Regions from separate parts of the Gossypium hirsutum genome. Here region 1 is linked to region 2. The links are chromatin contacts, called in public Hi-C maps. All regions are on one chromosome and are shown on one strand. Each heading gives the region's core, a stretch centred on a gene start, on an enhancer-like site or on the middle of the called end of the contact. The rest is flanking DNA. Distances are from core to core; before and after follow the strand shown. Region 1 holds the start of LOC107955272 (mitogen-activated protein kinase 4). Region 2 holds the start of LOC107954518 (reticulon-like protein B5).

What was found. Hi-C and Micro-C count contacts between places; a contact is called where the count stands out from the background.
Region 1: a Hi-C map of leaf shows a contact between it and region 2, with 4 times the contacts expected there. The contact joins the promoter of LOC107955272 here to the promoter of LOC107954518 in region 2. A contact is called at or near these places in 5 of 34 Hi-C or Micro-C datasets (hypocotyl and leaf).

The regions. Positions count from the first base shown.
Region 1 is chrA07:32,018,011-32,021,120 of Gossypium_hirsutum_v2.1, forward strand. LOC107955272 (mitogen-activated protein kinase 4) reads left to right here and starts at 1,673. Exons shown (of 6, transcript NM_001327634.1): 1 at 1,673-1,812; 2 at 2,418-2,547. The coding sequence starts at 1,673.
Region 2 is chrA07:31,850,120-31,853,455 of Gossypium_hirsutum_v2.1, forward strand. LOC107954518 (reticulon-like protein B5) reads left to right here and starts at 1,588. Exons shown (of 5, transcript XM_016890103.2): 1 at 1,588-1,923; 2 at 2,467-2,647; 3 at 2,737-2,878; 4 at 2,955-3,024; 5 at 3,118-3,336. The coding sequence starts at 1,728. The coding sequence ends at 3,284.

The DNA.
Region 1 (3,110 bases), core at 423-2,922, 170 kb after region 2:
ATTTGTAAATTCTAAATAATTAAGTATTCTATAATTAATTACAATTTTTTATTTTGTGTTTAAATTAATTGATTATATAATTTATAATTTTATTTAGATTGATAAATATTCAAAATTATTTTCAAATTAAGTACTAAAATTATATTGATAAAATAATCAATGCCTTGTATATATTTTATTTTTCCTTCAAATCATATATATGAATAATATACTTAAAATAAATAATAATTAATTACTTAAATAATAATTAAATAATAAATTTTATTATTTATCGCATATCAAAATTTCAAAATCGTCTGCATAAAAAAATAAATAGAAAATTACTTAATATGCTTTTATTCAAGGAATAAGTTAATTGTATAATATAATATAATATTTTTTCAAGAATTCTAAATTTTAAAAATTCAAAACAATGAATCAAAATTTTTAATTTTAAGAATTGAAGGTTTTTTTCTTAATTTTTATACTTGGGATGCTCATCTCTTGTGTATTAAAGTATTTTTTATATGCATATATAACAAGGGAAAAATTTGAGACCATTTATAACTGTCGGGAATAAAATCAAGCTATTGGAAGCATTATAAACATACTTGTATTGAGACAAGTCATGAGATGTATGGGTAGAAATGGGCTATGGACTTGTATCTATACATAGCACATGATGTATGGGTAGAATTCACGTCCTCTAACACTGACAACAATATTAATATCAATCAAACTAAAACTCAATCTACCGTATTATCTTAAAAAAAAAGTTTCAACAAGATTGTTTCATCAATGGAGTGATAAACTCAACTCAATTCATTAGTTTTAGTTTATTAAGAAAATTTTGAATAAAATAAGCTATAGAAAAAAATTATTAAATATTATTGTAGCAATTAAATACTCGTCTCAAAAACTAAAAAATAATTAGATTAATGCCTCTCAATAATAATTACTTTCATTTTTAATCATCCTTTTCTATAAATATTATTGCATTTTTAAAGTTTTTATTTAAAGTTAGAAAAGAATACATTTTCAAGGTTTTTTTTTTCAAAATTTAATTTTAAAGAGTTATTTTCATAATTTTTGGAAGTATAGTTTTTATTAAAGATAATGTAGCAGCGTTCCAATAACAATGAGTTGATAGAATTAATTACCATGATGTTTTCATCCACCATATTAAATGGTTCGACCCCACATCTTATTGTACTTCAATAACTGATCTTTGAACATAATTGAACAACTGTGGATATGAAGAGTTAGGAAATGAGGCAGCCTTCATAATCTAAAAGTTAAGATTTTTATTTTCCTAACATAAATCCAAAGATTTTGACTTTTATAAAAGAAAATAAAAACAGTGCTGTTCTGAAGAATCTGTCAGGCAGAAATAAGATAATAGTTGAGTTTTTAGGTAATATGAATTTGTTAAGACTACAACTAACGACTCATTTGACTATGAAGTATGAACCCCAGAATAACAGTAACTTTGCCTATATGCGTATCTGAAAAGTGGAATCTTCACACATACAGGACAAACCCCAAAGGAAAATTTTTTAAGAAAGAAAACATACTTTACACCCACCGACACGCTATCCTAAATTCCACTCCCCATTTTCTTCTTTTTCTACCTCTCTGATTTTACCTGTCATTACTGCAGAAAGTCTTTCTTTATTCTGGGTTGGAGTCCGGCATGTCAATGGAGTCAACCGGAATACCAACTCATGGTGGACGCTATGTTCTGTACAACGTTTATGGTAACCACTTCGAAGTTTCCAGAAAATACGTCCCTCCTATTCGCCCCGTCGGCCGTGGTGCTTATGGTATTGTCTGGTAAGATCTTTTTTCCCCTTCTAACTTTGTTTCGGTTTAAGTTCCTAGTTCGATTCACTTCCTGTTTATTTCAATTTCTGGGTTTGTTTTAGTCTTAGAGCTTCAACATGATAGTTTTTCAACAGGTCAATATGTGATCATTTTTCTTTTGTTAGATTCCAGTTTCTTGATTAATTAGTTAGTTACTAGTATGATCAAACAGGCTAGGTAGTCCCCCCCCCTTTTAAATTACAATTTTAATTTTAGTGCACTGTAATCACACTTGAGTATGTTACCCGGACTGAGTGTTAGACAAGGGTATGTGGCTAATACAAGTATTTCGAGGACCAAAATTTTATAGCCATGTCCAAATATATTTTGTATATGGATACTTGAGGAAAATGAAAACTCTGGGTAATACGGTTTATAAAAGGTATTTGGCAGTGTGATCGCTTTGATGAAATTAAGCTGCCAAATTCTAGGGTTCCATTGAAGTGAATAACTTTAGGTTCAGCTTTCAGGCTGAGAAGATTGAAAGAAAGCTAACATTCTGTTCATTTGACTTACTGTCTATTTTGTTATTAACAATGTGAGGCTAAGATTTGATTTCCCCATCTTTTTCCCAGTGCTGCTTTGAATTCAGAGACGCGTGAGGAGGTTGCTATCAAGAAAATTGGTAATGCATTTGACAATAGGATTGACGCCAAAAGGACATTGCGAGAGATCAAGCTTCTTTGTCACATGGATCATGAGAATGTAAGCGCTGTTGGCTTCATAGTTCCCATGGTTAACTTTTTGATGGACGTTTCAATAATGTTGTTTAAGTCATAGACTCCTAATTGTTAGGCTTCTTGCTTGTATAAGGTCAGGTTTCTATGGCTAAACAATATCTGTATTTGGTCCCTATTTGTGTACTTAGAGGGATTTGGCCTAACATTCCTGTTGATTTGAGTTCCTTGAGAAGATCATCTTTTAACCCTAAAGTAACTTTGAACCTTTAAGGACAGGCCAATCTTACGATATTGTGCATGAACACTATTTTACCATTTCATATTAGAAAGCACTATCTAACCAGGCTTCTCTTGAATCTTATAAAAATTCTTCTTATCAGTCTTTATATGCTTCAATGAAACTGGAGCACATTACATTTTGCCATGTGTATGACTATCAGAATTCCTTTTTCTGGCTTGACTAATGCTTTCATCTTTGCAAGTTTACGGCCAACAGAGGACATGTTTTATGTTGGTTTCTTACTCTTAGGTCTGGTTAACAACGTTCCTTCACTTGTTGTGTATGCATCTTAATAATGGCATGAGAGT
Region 2 (3,336 bases), core at 338-2,837:
GATTGTCATTTTGTTTGGGAGAAAATCAAAAAAGGGTTGGTTAAAACATAGCACATACGCACCAGTCAACAAATAGTAGGCTTGATGACAAAAGCCCTGGGGGTGCATCAGCATGAGTATTTGTTGTCCAAACTGGGGGTCAAATATCTTTATCACCCTCCAACTTGATAGGGAGTGTTAAAAATATTGGTAGTTGGCTGAATAAAAAAAAGTTGGTAGTAGCAGTTAGATTAGTTAGCAGTTAGCAATTAGTTCAACATAGGCTATAAAAACACTTTGCTATTGTAATTTAAGTATGTTACAATATATTTTCATTCAAATTTAATACTAGTCTAGCTTTGTAATTCATCAATTACTGGTCATTTTTCAACACTTTCAACATCAACTATTTATGATTTTTTTATATATTTATTTTTATAATTATTTAACCAAATTAATTGATTTAACTAAAAATTTAATTTTTAAAATATATTTATATTTAAGCATTTCACCTGACTTGGTTAGATTTAATTGCAATACAATGTAACTAACAATTAAAAAGAAATATTTTATTAGTATTTTATGATGTTAGTGATAAGTATACTACAAAATACACGATAATAAAATTTAAAAAATAAATATTATCATATTCAGCCGGATCAGAATCTAAATCTAGATATTTTTAAAAAATAAATAATAAAATAAAATTTATTAATACAATGTAGTAATTGTTTATTTCATTTCTTAATTATAAAGTTTGAATTTTATCTTCACTACAAAAATAAAGCACGTGATGATGGCAAACACTTATTTCGTAAAAAAAGAAACAACAAAAAGCATAAGCCTTGATATGAATCTAACGTGAAGCCCCACTGATGCAAAAAAGTGAAAATTCCAAAACGACCACTGAAAAGTGATAGCTGTCCATGCCACCCCATTGTCCCATTAAGATGAACTCTTGAAATAAAAGAATGCACCCTTCTCTCTCTCAGTAAATCAGTTGAAAGAATCCAATTTTATTCTAGACCCCACTGTACCATACCTCATTCAACATTTCAAATTCTCCCCCAACCTCACTCTCATTTAAGGTTTAGGATTAACGATAAATTTAACTATTAATATTTATTATATTTTATCAAAATTATTTTAATTGTATTTTTAAGTCTTTTTTCAATCATCAATTTTTGTTCTTTTTTATTTTTATTTTTTTAACAAATTTAATAAAAGTATCATTAAAAAAATTAGTGGGGATGATTTAGAATTTCATATGTATAATATTTTTAATGAGATATAATTTATTATTAAGATAATCTAATAAGATAATTATACTGAAAAATAATAAAATAAATAAATAATACATTAAATTAAAAAATAATTCTTAAATTAAAGAAAATAAACATAATTATTTAAAAATAATAATTTAATAAAAAAATTATCAGTAAACAAACGAATAGAAGATTAAAATATTTTGAAAGAAAAAAAATTAAACATTTAAATTTACTCATTAAATCTATTAAAAAGTAAATTAAAAAAAACAAAGGTTAATAATAAAAAGAACTCAAAAATATGACTAGATAAAACACCTAAACTAAGACAAATTTATCATTTAAGCCTAAGGTTTATACATTCCCTTTATTAAAACCCTACACTTCTACTGACATTCGCACTCACTTGTATACTGTTCGGACACCCTGACAGTCAATAAAGAATCCGTCTTTTTAGGGCACTGGTCGGACTTTTTTTAACCAATGGCGGAGGAAACGGAGAGTAAGCAATCGGCGGTGGAGTCGGTGATGGAGAAGATCCACGGCCATGATTCATCGTCTTCTTTGGATTCGGATTCAGATCATGAGAAACCAGCTTCCCCTATCTCCGTTAAGGCTAAGATTTATCGGTTGTTTGGTAGGAAGAGACCTCTTCATCACGTTCTCGGTGGTGGAAAGCGTACGGCCTCTAAGCTCTCATTTCACTTTTCTTTTCTTTTTTCAAGTTTCGTTAGTGTGATCAGGATTTTATTGTTAGGTTTGTTTTTGACGAAGTTGATGGAAATGCGAGTAAAAATTACAAAAATGCAGTTGTTAGAGTGAATTTAAAAAAGAAATGTTAATTTGATGGAAGATCAATACATCTAAGTTTTAGTATTTTTCACTTTACGATCTGTTTGGTAGTTACGAAAGTGAATTTCATTTTTCGATTTGATTGGTTCTTGTATTTGTTACTGGAATTTGAAATTAAGCAGTAAGCTACTTCAGACGTATATTTGGGGTTTGCTTTTGCCTTTTATTGTTTGCATTCTGGGAACGGAGCAAAGTATAACACATTCTAGACCAGTCGTTTAAAAGTAAGATTATCTAATCATTTAAGCACACAAGGAGTTTAGAAAAGTCTTGCTATTTACAAGTCTTATATTAATGGTTCTCGTTTGTGTCAGAATTAGATGCTGGTGTTCTCTTTCCATTTCATTTGTTGGGTAATGATTTGATGCAGCTGCTGATGTGTTCTTGTGGAGGAACAAAAAGATATCAGCTGGGGTTCTTGGTGGAGCAACTGCAATCTGGGTCCTTTTTGAGTTGATCGAATACCACCTACTTACTCTGCTCTGTCACATTTCGATACTCTGTCTTGCAGTATTGTTCCTCTGGTCCAATGTCCATACCTTTATCCACAAGTAAGTTCTGGGGGTCTTTGCATGAGCTTTAATCTATTTAACATATTGATGGTTTCTTAAAGAATATAATATGACCTTTTTCTTCACAGGACTCCACCTCGCATCCCACAAGTTCATTTGCCAGAGGAGCCATTCCTTCAGATCGCCTCTGCTCTGACAATTGAACTTAACCAGGCATTGAAACTGCTGCGAGATATTGCATCTGGAAGGAATCTGAAGAAGTTTCTTGTGGTGTGTTTAGGGTTTAAGTCTTAATCTGAAGTGCATTTTGATTGGGGGGTCACTATATCCTTCTCTCTGATTTCAGGTTGTAGCAGCTTTTTGGGTCCTCTCCGTTGTGGGGAGTTGGTGCAATTTCTTGACCTTGTTCTACACATGTAATGACACTGGTCTCTTGCTTTTAGTGCCAAGTTCATTTATCTATACAAATGTCATACTGAATTCTGATCCATCTTCCCTATGGAAATCAGCTTTCGTGTTGCTGCATACGGTACCTGTTTTGTATGAGAAGTATGAGGACAAGGTTGACCCATTTGCAGAGAAGGCAGTGATTGAGATAAAAAAGCAATATGCAGTTTTTGATGCCAAGGTTCTGGGTAAAATTCCTACAGGTCCCTTGAAGACCAAAAAGGTTTAGAAGGCTCAGGTGTTTAAACCCTTAAAAACTCTTCGGTAGTTCTGGGTTACCT